Linked DNA regions of Sus scrofa: regions 1, 2 and 4 are each linked to region 3. Evidence: chromatin contacts called from public Hi-C data. All regions are on one chromosome and are shown on one strand. Each heading gives the region's core, a stretch centred on a gene start, on an enhancer-like site or on the middle of the called end of the contact. The rest is flanking DNA. Distances are from core to core; before and after follow the strand shown. Region 1 holds the start of TRMT10B (tRNA methyltransferase 10 homolog B). Region 2 holds the start of GRHPR (glyoxylate reductase/hydroxypyruvate reductase). Region 3 holds the start of TOMM5 (mitochondrial import receptor subunit TOM5 homolog). Region 4 holds the start of DCAF10 (DDB1- and CUL4-associated factor 10).

The links. A called contact is a pair of places that touch in the nucleus more often than the background predicts.
Region 1: a contact with region 3 is called in a Hi-C map of mesenteric adipose tissue, with 2.0 times the contacts expected there. The contact joins the promoter of TRMT10B here to the promoter of TOMM5 in region 3. A contact is called at or near these places in 1 of 5 promoter capture datasets (liver), 3 of 47 Hi-C or Micro-C datasets (brain, heart right ventricle and mesenteric adipose tissue) and 1 of 2 datasets of contacts at active chromatin or transcription factors (alveolar macrophages).
Region 2: a contact with region 3 is called in a Hi-C map of skeletal muscle, with 5 times the contacts expected there. The contact joins the promoter of GRHPR here to the promoter of TOMM5 in region 3. A contact is called at or near these places in 3 of 47 Hi-C or Micro-C datasets (embryonic fibroblasts and skeletal muscle).
Region 4: a Hi-C map of liver shows a contact between it and region 3, with 10 times the contacts expected there. The contact joins the promoter of DCAF10 here to the promoter of TOMM5 in region 3. A contact is called at or near these places in 1 of 5 promoter capture datasets (liver), 4 of 47 Hi-C or Micro-C datasets (heart right ventricle, liver and skeletal muscle) and 2 of 2 datasets of contacts at active chromatin or transcription factors (alveolar macrophages and skeletal muscle).

Annotation. Positions count from the first base shown.
Region 1 is chr1:238,514,506-238,517,674 of Sscrofa11.1, reverse strand. TRMT10B (tRNA methyltransferase 10 homolog B) reads right to left here and starts at 1,633. Exons shown (of 9, transcript XM_001928975.4): 1 at 1,563-1,633.
Region 2 is chr1:238,137,874-238,141,043 of Sscrofa11.1, reverse strand. GRHPR (glyoxylate reductase/hydroxypyruvate reductase) reads right to left here and starts at 1,280. Exons shown (of 9, transcript XM_021066121.1): 1 at 1,124-1,280. The coding sequence starts at 1,206.
Region 3 is chr1:238,331,725-238,335,065 of Sscrofa11.1, reverse strand. It overlaps TOMM5 (mitochondrial import receptor subunit TOM5 homolog), which reads left to right and starts at 2,000. Exons shown (of 2, transcript XM_003122021.5): 1 at 2,000-2,208. The coding sequence starts at 2,088. It overlaps LOC102165621 (a long non-coding RNA gene), which reads right to left and starts at 1,881. Exons shown (of 3, transcript XR_301353.3): 1 at 1,790-1,881.
Region 4 is chr1:238,565,985-238,569,246 of Sscrofa11.1, reverse strand. DCAF10 (DDB1- and CUL4-associated factor 10) reads right to left here and starts at 1,634. Exons shown (of 8, transcript XR_002336817.1): 1 at 1,011-1,634. LOC102166243 (a long non-coding RNA gene) reads left to right here and starts at 1,697. Exons shown (of 3, transcript XR_001306523.2): 1 at 1,697-1,849.

The sequences.
Region 1 (3,169 bases), core at 384-2,883, 180 kb before region 3:
ACACCATTACTTCTTAACTCATCAACTTTCCCTGTGCAACACTAAAATTCAAATAACTTGCATTAACCTCTTTTATTTTCAATTCTTCTGTTAGTTACCTTGACCTTTAAATTCTTCTGCGGTACAATTTACTTACAATAAAATACCATGATTTTTTTTCTTTTTTAGGGCCGAGCTGTGGCATAGGTAAGTTCCCAGGTTACGGGTCAAATTAGAGCCATAGCAGAGCCAGATCCAAACTGCATCTTCCATCTATGCCCCTCCGCAGGATCCTTAACCCACTGAGCCAGGCCACGGTTCAAACTCACATCCTCACTGAGACTTAACCACAAGGGGAACTCCAAAATGCCAAAATTTTTTGTTTGTTTTTTTTGTCTTTTTAGGGTCGGATCCATGGTATATGAAGGCTCCCAGGCTAGGGGTCGAATTGGAGCCGTAGCCACTGGTCTACACCACAGCCACAGCAACACTGGATCCAAGCTGCATCTACACCACAGCTCACCACAATGCCAGATCCTTAACCCACTGAGCAAGGCCAGGGATCGAACCTGAATCCTCATGGATCCTAGTCATAATCATTTCTGCTGAACCACAACGGGAACTCCAAAATGCCAAGATTTTAAAAGCATAGCGCAGGAGTTCCCGTCGTGGCGCAGTGGTTAACGAATCCGACTAGGAACCATGAGGTTGCGGGTTCGGTCCCTGCCCTTGCTCAGTGGGTTAACGATCCGGCGTTGCCGTGAGCTGTGGTGTAGGTTGCAGACGCGGCTCAGATCCTGCGATGCTGTGGCTCTGGCGTAGGCTGGCGGCCACAGCTCTGATTAGACCCCTAGCCTGGGAACCTCCATATGCCGCGGGAGCAGCCAAAGAAATAGCAAAAAGACAAAACAAACAAACAAAAAACAAAACAAAAAAAGCATAGCGCAACAAGTTTCTGTGTGTGGTTGGCAGGAGATAACTTATGATTATCTTCCTCACTTAATTCAGATTTTCACTAACCAACATGGCACATATTTTACTTAATTTTCTGCCTGAACTTTCCCGTGCCTATAATGTCAGCAGGTGTTCTGTTCGCTTTGTTCACTATATCCTCTATGCCTGGAAATGAGCGTCATACATAACAGACAACCAATAAAGACTTGCCAAATTAATAAATTCTCCACTCCACCTCTATCTCTAAGTTGATAGAGGCCTCACAACTTTATAACCCAAGTCCCACCTGATGAGCATATTCCTGGGCGCTAAGTGATGGACCAAACTCTGCATGCTTCTCTCATCTTCTCATTCTGTTTTAGCCACTAAAGGCGGCTCCACTCCTCTGGCACCTTTCAGCACTAGAACACCCTGACTCTGGGTTCAACAGTACCCCGCGTGTAGGCCCCGTCTGGCCCATAGGCTTCGAGGGCTACGGAAAGCAGGAAGGAAGTACCAAGAAAGGTAGAGAAAATAATGTCACACGATTGCTGCGCAGGCCCTGGCTTTCCGGGCGAATGCCCTGCCCGCGAAACAGAAGCAGCCCCAGGCCGGACCCCCACCCTTACCGCAACAAGCCCGACGCATACCTGAACCCTTCACCTTAACGCAGAGGCAGCGGCGCCTTCAGGCCCCGCCTCCGACTTCACTTCCGGTTCTGTTCTCTTGGAGAATGGCCTTCTGGGAGTTGTAGTTCTCAGCCTGGCAGCTAGGTGTGCAGGGCCCAGAGTGGAGGCTTTGGTGTCGGCTCCCAAGCCCCATAGTGGCACAAATGAATTGCGTCCCACCGAAAGGTTGCCGCGCCTCACTGAGCCTCTGTTTTCTAGCCTACTAGCTGGGCCCACAATCCCAGTCGCTTGCCGACTGCACAGGGCTGCTGCAGGTTGACCAGCCCCTTCGGTGGCTCTTAAGGGCTGAAACCAGACTTGAACCACCCCTCAGCTCTCATCGTGGGAGCCTTGCTTTTCTCCGGGCTCTCTGTGCTTCCCCACAAGCAGCGAGGCCCACGAGCTGACACAGCTCCCCTCACCACCACCCGGCCGTCCAGGATAATAACAGGTCTCCTGGCTTGAGCCTAGCCTCCGGCCACTCTCCCTTCTCCATCTCTCCTCAAAATCCCCAGGGAAACTACTGCTCGGAGAGCTGAAGTTACTTGCCCAAACCTTGCCCTGATAAAAACTACCATTTGCTCTTCCATTTATTCCTGCAGTCCTAGGAGTCTCACCCTTTTGAGAGATCATACTATGAAAGAGCCTGAAATACCTCCTGCCTGGGGAAACCAAGCCCTGCTGGATCTGTCCTTGACCTCACAGTTTTCCCCCTTTTCTTTACAGAGCATCTCCAACACCTACCCACTGGTTTCCAGTCCGTGCTTTAATCCATCCTTTATCTGCTACTGGAGCACCTTGTAAAATACTGAATGAAATTAACTATGCTTTCCTCCCCAGAAAGCTTTTTTTCTGAAACCCACCTCTAATGTCTCTGTTTGTAAACTGGCCTTGGCTCCCCACTCAGCAGGATTTGCTAAGTGGCTCAAATGGTCTTCAGCGGCTCCCACCGCCCCTGCCAGTCCGTGTGTCTTGCAGAATACCTTTCCTTCTTCCCTGCCACTGCTTTTGTGTCTCTTCATCTTTGAGCTCACAGCCACTTCCTCACAGAAAAGACCTCCTAGCTGGTATTACTGCCCACCCTCCTTGGGCGCCCATTCATTTACCATATGATTATTTGTCTCCCTTACCTCAAACTCCTCAGCGGATTCCCATGGTACTTGGATGTGCAATCCAACTTTCTCAAGGCTTTGCATGCTTGGTTCCTGGCTGCCCCACCAACCTCATCTATCACTCTTCTTCCAGCTTGCTGTGTTGCAGTCGCACCTGTCTTCTTGAAATGCTTTAAACACACCAACAGCTTCTGCAGATACTGTTCCATTTCCTCCCTGTTTTTCCGTGACTGCCTCCTTCTTACCTTTTAGGCTTCAGCTTAAACCTTGCCTCTTCAGAGAGGCCTTTACTGACCACCTATAGGGAAAATTGGCTCATCCCAGCCCCATACTAACACTCTTCATTTTCTTGATTTCACTTTCATCTATCGGTAATCTTTTTTTTTTTTTTTCCTGTGTATTCCCTGAAATTGTAAGTTCTTTGATGGGACTACATCTATCATGTTGATGGTTGTATTCCTGGTGCCACTGCACGAT
Region 2 (3,170 bases), core at 31-2,530, 190 kb after region 3:
CACATGGCAAATCCACAGCAAAGGTTTTATTGTATTGAATGAAGTAAACAAATCTCATTTTCCCCTAGCGCTGGTTTCTGAGGCTAGGTTCCACCTTCTCCCTGCTTGACACAGGCAGGGCAAACCTTTCTAATGTAGAAAGAGCTGAGTTCAGGAGTCTCCTTCGTGGCACAGTGGAAATGAATCCGACTAGTATCCATGAGGATGCAGGTTCGATCCCTGGCCTCGCTCAGTGGGTCAGGGATCCGGCATTGCTGTGAGCTGTGGTGTAGGTCACAGACATGGCTCGGATCCGGCGTTCCCGTGGCAGTGGTGTGGGCCAGCAGCTGTAGCTCTGATTCAACCTCTAGCCTGGGAACCTCCATATGCCAAAGGTGCGGCCCTAAAAAGCAACAAGAAAAAGCTGCGTTCAAATCCCAGCTGTGCCTCGTACAGAGCTGTGTGACTCTGGACAAGGTGCTTCATCTCTTCCAGTTTTCACATCTGTAAGATGAGCATTACAGCACTGACTTCACAGTGTTGAAGGATTAAGAGTTTACGTACCTGAAGCACCCAGTGAGGCTCCCATGCCTGGCTCAATGTAAAACATACCACCACAGGCCCCCTGACAGCCGTTCAAAGGTACCAGGCCAGGGACTGCCAAGGTCCCTGATAGGGCCAAATGAGCTCGGAGAGTAAAGGATTAACAAACAGCCTGGACCTTCCTCTCCCCAGGCCCACGACTGGGAAGGGATCCAACCCTGTCCCCCACCCCCACTGCAAGCGCCAGGGGAACTGCAGGTCTCAGAGTCACTGCAAAGGCCTAGGTAAAGCTTCCCCAAACTCCAACCTGTTCCAGCTGGGCACAGGTTGCAAAGTCTGGCCACGGCCCAAGTGCAGGGTCCCGGGTGCTCTCTGACCTCAAGGACCGTCCAGTCCACCCCACCAAAAATAACCCGGGCCTCGGGAGGCGCGGGAGACGCTGAGTCACCCCGCGTGCCGAGCGCCCAAAGTCCCAGAGCAGTGCCCCGGGTCCCAGAACAGTTCCCCTGGGCTCCGCAGCCCCTTCCCACCACCCGCAGGCCGCGCGCCCGGCAGGAGAGGACTCGGCGCGCGGTGCGGGGCAGGGACGCCAGCCTCTTACTCTGCGGCGCGGGCGAGCGTAGCGCTGCCCTCCGGGGGGATCCTGCGCGTGACAAACACCTTCATGAGTCTCACTCGCCTCATGCACCCAGGAGCCGCCGGATTCTGGGCCCAGATCCCGCGGACCGGAAGCGGGGCGGGAGGGGGCGGGGCCTCGGGGGGGCGGGGCCGGGCCTGGAGCGGGCGGGGGCACGTGGGGGCGTGTGGGATTGTTGTGCTGCAGACTGGGAGTGGACGTGGCAATGTGTCTAAGTGTGGGGTAAACAGGGTTCCGAGTGTGCGCCTTGTGTGTGTGTGTGTGTGTGTGTGTGTGTGTGTGTGTGATCAAGACTTCCTGAAACCTAGACTGGTTCTGGGGCTCGTCCCAGGCTCAGGCCCTTGGCTCCAGGACCTACCTCTGAGTACCCACTGCCCCAGAGGTTTAGGACTTGCGGGCCATGGATTGGGGGTTGGTATCGGCAAAGGGGCATCCGGGGGAGAGTCTTGTGTGAACGTGTGTGGATGCCGTAAAGGTGCCTACAGCTGTCAGAGTCTGCCACCTGAGGGGGAGGCAGTCAGGGACCACCCCCATTCCCAGGGCGTCAGTGCCTTGACCATCTTCTCTGTTCCACCATGGTCACACTGTTCTAGGCAGGGGTCTTTGGACACGCAGACTAGGCTCTGAGTTCGGCCTACTGTGCACACACAGGAGCCTGGCCCAGGGCCATCTGAATCCCCGAAAGACCTCTTTAACACTTGGTGCAGTTCCCTACAAGAAGCTAGCAGTTGTGCAAGCAACGTTTGCATGGGTCCTGGGTCATGTTAGGTATTCAGCAAGCACTGAGCCCTGCCACCCACTAAGGACAAGTGGTTAAATTTGTGCATGCCTCAGCTTCCTCATCATAAAATGGGGATAATAGTAGGTACCTAACACTTGGCTTGTTGAGAGGATGACAATGTGTAGTGCTTACAACAGCAGGTGTGCTGGGCTGCACCCCACGGGCCTGCAAGCCTTGTAGTTGTCCAGCCCTGAAACCAAAGAAAGAGCCTAGAGACAGAGACATCAATGGTTTATTAGACAGGGGATCTGGAGCAACGCCCCATCAAGCAGACAGCAGGCAGGACATGGCAGCAATTTTTGCTGCTTAAGGGAGAAGGAGGCAACCATTTACAGGGGGCCTGACATCAGGTGGGCTCATCAGTTACCAGGGGCTAATTAAGCCCTATAATTAAGAGGATTGGATAGTCATGTAAGTGAAGCAGGAACTGGTTGAGCAGGGGCCACACAGAGAGCAAGAGAACAGCCACCCTGGAGTTCCAGTTGTGGTGCAGCATAAACAAATCCGACCAGGAAACATGAGGTTGCGGGTTCAATCCCTGGCCTCACTCAGTGGGTTAAGGATCCGGCGTTGCTGTGAGCTGTGGGGTAGGTTGCAGACACGGCTCAGATCCTGTGTTGCCGTGGCTGTGGTGTAGGCTGGCAGCTGTAGCTCTGATTGGACACCTAGCCTGGGAACCTCCATATGCCACAGGTGCAGCGCTAAAAAGAAAAAGAAAAAAAGAAAAAAAATGAGAGAGAGAACAGCTATCTTGAATGGCCTAACCACACAAGGTAACACAGGTCATGGGTGTTTGATAAATAGTAACACACTCAAAAAAAAAAAAAATAGTAACACATTCAAGGAAAACCCACACCTGGGGATAGCAGTTGGTCAGAGATGCAGATGCTGAAGCAAGATCAGGACACGTGGGAGGGCCCCAGGCCTCCCTCAGCTGTGCTGGCTCCATCTCTGCCAGAGGCTGTTCAGGTACTTGCTCCAAGGCTTGGGAGCACCTAGAAGAAAAAGCCCTAGCGGGTGGTCTCTTCTCTGTGGCTTTTATCTGAATCCATTCTGCTCCCTCGAGGCCCAGATAGAAAAGAGAGACAGGCATAGAGAGGTGACATCTCCAGCTTGGGGCCATACAGCAAGTCGCTGGAGGGGCCAGAAGTGGCCTCTTGGGCTACCTGGATCCCTGGCCAGGGCTCCACCCTGCCATCTCCCTCCTGTGAGTAAAGCATTAATAAATGT
Region 3 (3,341 bases), core at 751-3,250:
CTGGAATCACATAAGAACTCATTTTTTGCACATCTGCTTTGCCTCACTCTTCAGATGGATGAGGTGTGCCTTATTGTTATGTTCTTCCTACCATGGAAAACACACACAGGCTGTTTCCATATCTCACCACATTTGATAATATTTTGATGTCCATACATTCCAGACCAGAATGCCCTAGATAACACATTTAGAATTTAAATGCACAGACTGTTAGAACTGAAAGGGACTCTCAAGCGCATTTAATTACATCTCTTCCCTTTGGGAGTTCCTGTTGTGCTGCAACAGAAACGAATATGGCTAGTATCCATGAGGATGAGGGTTCAATTCCTGGCCCCGTTCAGTGGATTAAGGATCTGGTGTTGCCCTGAGCTGTGGAGACACGGCTTGGATCCCATGTCTGCGGTGACTGTGACTGTGGCACAGGCTGGCAGCTATAGCTCCAATTCTATCCCTAGCCCAGGAACTTCCATATGCTGAGGGTGCAGCCCCAAAAAGCAAAGACAAAAAAAAAATTGTATCTCCTCCCTTTAACTAAAGAAACATACTTTCATTCCCCCCACCTCCTTTTTCAGGTTCTTTCCGCAGCCCCCACTGCTTTCCACCATCAGTGCAGGCTTTCTAAACGCTCTCCAAGGGTTAGATGGAGCCATTCCTTGGGAATCAGCCCCTCCCACTCCAGGGCTGCCTCTGCTATTCCACTGCATGAATTATAGATGCAAGAGGTTACTAAAGCCTGAATAAGCAAATGAGTTCCCTTTCTTGACTCAATGTGTTACATTCTGTCAATCAGGAAGGCAGGGGGTTGGGGGGGGGGGAAGAGCAAGATTTAAGAGTTATCTGTTGCTTCCATAGTAAATTACTGTTCAAATTTATCTAAAATCCATTGTTGCTATGCAATGTACAGTCTAGAAGGAGCATTCTGGTCTTGAATTATGTGAGCAAGTCAGTCATCTGGTTCGTGTCTGAGAATTATATATGGCTAGTTGGCATGCATAATTTGGGGCAGCAGCCTTCTAACAACTGTTTTGATCATTCCGTGACAGGAAATCTGGTTGCATTAAATTCCTACCTTCTGCTTCCAGAGATGCCCATCCAAGCAGGCACTAATAGCTAATAAAGACTAACAGAGGAACAAAAGGGTGCAGGGGAAAGAGAATTCAATTTAATATTATAATTATTTGCATTAGAACCCTGCCTCTGCCCATCATTAGTAGAAAGACTTTAGGAATTACACTGGGTTTCTAAACCTCTCTGTCCTTATCTGTAGAATGTTGAACAGATCTAAACTTGATTTATATACACTGTATCACTGGGCCAATACTGTAATTTGTGATGATCAGTTAACACTGAAAATGAGATGACAATAATAAAACGTAAAATGTTAAAAACTATGTGTCTGGGACCCTACTGGTCTAACTAGGTACACAACCCTGCTCAGAATTGACTAGTTGTGTACCTTGAGCAAATGTCATCATCTTTGTCTTTTTATTTTAGCTCATCATTAAAAAGTTCAAAATTATTCATAATAAAAGACTGGAATAATTAACTGAAATGATACACTAATCACCACCTAAGTTATTTTCAATATTTTGCTAATATCCTTTCATCTCTCTTTCCCAACCCTTTTTTTTCCCCCTGAGGTATTTTAAACACTATCTGGGCAAGTTGTTTTAAAGATCTCTGTGCTTTAATTTTCTTATCTAGAAAATGAAAATAATAATATCGAATTCATGAGTAGAAATGTACTGCGTATTTAATAAATGCTAACTATTATTATTTAAGATGGTACCTAAGTGCACCTCCCCCTCCGAGGCGCAAAACCACTTTGCCGCTCCACGCGCGGGGCTCAAGACAGGAGCCTGCAGGAACCCGAGTCGCGCGTCGCTAAGATGGCGTGTGCCCCCTTCAGGCCGCCCTCCTTCAGAACAAGTCAATGTAAGGATGAATTTTGTCCTTCGCAGGCTCCCGTCGCAGGAGTCGAAAACGAGGGGCGGGAACAGGAAATGGGATTGGGTCGAGTTCCGGGCGCCACACGGAAGCTGAGAATTGCAGAGCGCGACCACTGGAATTGGTGAGGCAGAGCCGCGATGTTCCGGATCGAGGGCCTCGCGCCGAAGCTGGACCCTGAGGAGATGAAACGGAAGATGCGTGAGGATGTGATCTCTTCCATACGGAACTTCCTCATCTATGTGGCCCTGCTGCGAGTCAGTGAGTGTCCTTTCAGGCTGTGGCCGTGAAACTAACAGGGAGCTCGCGGACACTGCCCTCCAACTTTGATCCCATTGGCCTTTGGGGGCCTTGAACTAAACTAAGCGGTCGCTGGGCGCAAGGGACGTGCACGTCGAGGGCAGCGGGCGCATGCGCGACGCGGTTAGGATCTGCTTGTGAGGGCTGGAGTGTTTTAGGGCACGCGGCGACCTGGACCTCGAGGTTGAATCACGGTCCAGGGTAATCACCCAGCCCGACCGTTTGAAATGAAAGCGCCTCAAGGGTTATCTCCCAGAGCAGCTACCTCGTTTTGCACACAGAAAAACTTGTGTCTAGAGTGGATAAATGGCAGGCTCAAGGTCACTCAGCGATTTGGTGAATGATCTTGACCTAGAATCCAGAATTCTTTACTCGCTGCCAAGTTTCCTTCCATTATTGCTGACCTCTGAAATCCAAAAGGTTTTGTTCCTTTTATTTGTATGGAGGGCGGAGTAAATAATTGCTATTTTAAAAGAATGACGAAAAAAGAGTATGAGTTAATAGGATTAATTTTTTTTTCTCTTGGCCACACAGAGGCATATGGAAGTTACCCGGCTAGGAATCTAATCTGAGCCAGAGCTGCAGCCTATGCCACGGCTGCAGTAACAGCCGGATCCTTAACAACTGCTCTGGACCGGGGCTGGAACCGCGCCTCCACAGAAACAAACCCGATGTGTTAATCACTGGGCCACAGTGGAAACTTCCTAATAGGACTGATGATAATACCTGAGAGTTTATTCGATTTTATTTTTGATAGAAACTATTTGCACTGCCTGATCTTCACAATAGCCCTGGGAGAGGCAGGACATAAATCTCTGTCCACTTTGCAAATAAGAACTCCACATTTAGAGGGCACTTACGCAAATTATCAGAATTACCAGCACACAATATTAGATCTGGATGCAGTTTTATAGATCAGTTTTCTAGTTTTACTGATAGGAATTTGAGAAGCACTTTGCCCCTCCGTCTCATTTTCAGTTCAGTGTTCTTTTCCTTGTTCCTTGCTGTATGTTAGTAGGTCCTTGATGAAGAGGAAGAGACGATTCAAATAAATGAAGGTCATACTAAGGTCATCTTGTAGAGGGCTCCTTTTG
Region 4 (3,262 bases), core at 385-2,884, 230 kb before region 3:
AGGTTCTTTCAAGCTTTCACCTCAATTAAAAAATATATATATTATAAAATTTCTTAGTATGTTTATTAATATCTAGTTGAATCAATAGGTCCCAAGTCCAAGGAAAGCGGTGCCTTTACTGGTTTGTTCACCAATGCCACCTCTGCCTGTGGAACACAGTGAGTGCTCAATAAATACTTGCTGCATGAGGGAACGAATGAATGAACAAAGAAGGAAATGATTAGGAATCCAGAAGACTTGATCAGGTAAAGGTTGTATTATCTATGTTCTCTCATGGTGGAAATGTGTGAATTTTTTTCCCCTTTGTTTGCTGTTGAACTTGTCCACGTACTCACAAAACGATTTAAAAAATATTTATCACTTTGAAAATTCCCTATAGCTCAAAGTAAACCAAGGCCAAACACGGAATATCTAATTAGCCAGGAAAAAGGCTGTATACCCTTAACAGAAGCATGCGGTCTAGCCTCAGAACTTCACAGATGCCCCACAAAACACCTCTCTGCAGCGTCTTAGTATCTTACTGGAGCAAAGGAACGAAGAAAACCGGACTTGTCTCCCCAGGGCAAGTCAGGCACAGGGTACAGGGAGTCTGCAGACTCCCTTAGCCTTGATCAAGCTTATTTAGATAGGAAAGAAACAAGCCTAGGTAGGGTGACAGGGAAAGAATGGGCATTTATCCAAAGTGTGTTTACCAAGCATCTATGGTACACCAGAAAACCCTAGTTCTGGACTGGCTCTGACAGATGTGATGAGGGGCTTTAGGCACCACTCCTTCACAGAGCTCTGGTCCTGAAGGTGAGCAAACAGCACGGGCTCACCTACCTCCAGGGGCTGGATGAGGCCTTCAAAAGCGATACAGCGCTTCACAAAGAGCCAGAGGCACGAAGGCCGGCTGCCCTAAACGGACTCCCAAACCCCAGCTCGGGTCGAGCCAGCGGGACCCGGGCAGCGGCCCACCTGCAGCCGCGCCAGGCGAGGCGGGCCTCCACCCTCCGAGGGGCTGCGCTTACCCGTCGGGAGAGTACTCGAGATTGAAGACCGCCCCGTGGGTGCGGGTGCTGAGGTATACCGAGTCCGCGGGATGGATGGAACCATAGAGGTTAGTCATGGTGCGGAAATTGTCCCGCGCCGGGTCCACGAACAGCCCGCGGCCCAGGCTGCGCTCTCTCAGCCACCCGAACAGCCGGGCGCCAGGAACCCCCAGGACGGCGCCGAGGCTGTACCGGCGTCCAGCCCGGCAGTCTGGCCCGGGTCGCCGGCGGGGCGGGGAGGGCGGTGACGGCTCTCCCGGGGCGGAAGCGGCTGAGGACTCTAGAGCTCCGGGCTGCCGGAGCTCCCCAGCGCGCCCGGCTGGGAGCAGCGAGGGGGCGCACGGGCGGGGAGGGCTCCCGCAGGGCGATGGGGGAGGGGCGGCGTCAGCCCCCGGCTGAGGGGGCGCGGGAGGGGAAGGGAGCGGGCCGGCGGCTGCCCCCTGCCTCCCGTGCGGTGCCGGCTCCTCAGCCCTGGCCCCGGCCGCCTCGTCCCCTCCGGGGCTACCCGGCCCGAAGGGAAACATGACCAGCGCCCCCCGCCCCGGGCCACTGCCCTGCCGGCCGACACCTCAGCGCTCCCGCTCCTGCCGCCACTTCCGGCGTGCAGCTGCCTAACTCTGCCGGCTGGGAAACGCGCACCGCCCCTCGGCGGTCATCCGCCGGGGACCAAGAAAGTGGGAACACCTGGCCACTGCGGGTGCAGCCGACCTGCCATTGGAGATCGGGAATGACTATCTGTTGTGTGCGCGCAGCTGAGGATGCCCAGGGCCTGGGCTGCATGGGGGTAGCGTTAAGATCTGGGCACAGCGTGCGACACTGTGAGTATGCTGTTGTCAATGACAGGTTGTCAAACTAGTCAGTCTAAGAGGCCGGGTATGCTTATGTACTGTTTATTAAACATCCCTGCTTTACACTGAGACCAGCGAAGGGAAAAGAGGACCATATTATGTGCTAATCACACACTCTAGGTGCCATGGTGTACTACCTACTGAGCCTGGGACTCTAGGGACTCAGGTTAACGTCTACATTAAAAAGCTCTGGTTTGTGGCATTCCCTGGTGGTTCAGTGGGTCAGGGATCCGGTGTTGTCACTGTTGTGGCTTGTTCAGTCCTTGACCTGGGAACTTCCACATGCCACGAGTATTATCCAAAAAACAAAACAAAACAAAAAACCGTGGTCTGTACAGTGCCGGAAAAACGGGGCCTACTAGTGCTCTGGAGATCTGCCCAACTCCCAGGTACTTGATCTAATAGGTTAAGACTTCTGTACTCCTGAGACTAGTACAACATTTTAAGTCAACTATACTCCAATAAAATTAAATTTTAAAAAATAATAGGTGTTCCAGTTGTGGCTTAGCAGGTTAAGAACCTGACATAGTGTCTGTGAGGATGGGGTTCAATCCCTAGCCTCACTCAATGGGTTAAGGATTTGGAGTTGCTGCAAGCTGCAGCGTAGGCCACAGGCGAGGCTCCGATCTGGGGTGTTGCCCTGGTTATGGCACAGGCTGCCAGCTGCAGCTCTGATTCAGTCCCTAGCCTAGGAAGTTCCATAAGCCACAGGTGCACCCTTAAAAAGAAAAAGGAAATAAATAAATAATAGAACCTGAGGGGGAAAAAAAAAGATTTTATCAAGGTCAAAGCCTTACTCTCTGCAGGAAGGAACACCTGTCCATCCAGGAATCACTGAGGGAAGCTGGAGACCTGAATCAACTTAACCCCACAAGCAGTGGAGCCTAGGATAAATCCTGTTTATATCTGCCAAGCAAGGCATGAAGGGCATAACAGATGCAAGGCTATTCATCACTTATGTTGAAGATAAATACATAGAAGTCGTTTTCAGAAAAAGATTGACTGGAACTGGGGTGTTTGTTGGGGAGGGAAGGAGGATCTTCAGTAAAGGGAAGCTTGAGGTACAAAAAGAGGAAGGTAGAAGAACTGACAACCCTTCTAGGCATTGATCAAGAACTGAGTTATAGAAAGCTCCCATTTGATGACTGTTTAGGATAGTCCGAAGGATCTCTGGAGGAAAGGAATGAGATTCAAAGAGGGCTAATCATTTAGCAAGTCCTCCAACCAGTAACGTTAGTAGTTACTCAGCTCTCCTTTCCATGAGCTGACTGAAAAATGAGAAAGAAGCAAGCATCCTGTGTTCAGAGATCAAGGCAGCTACTCCTTTGAAGATATTCCCCATGTAAGGGATAGGTGTCTGTTTTATAATTAACAAATAATGTC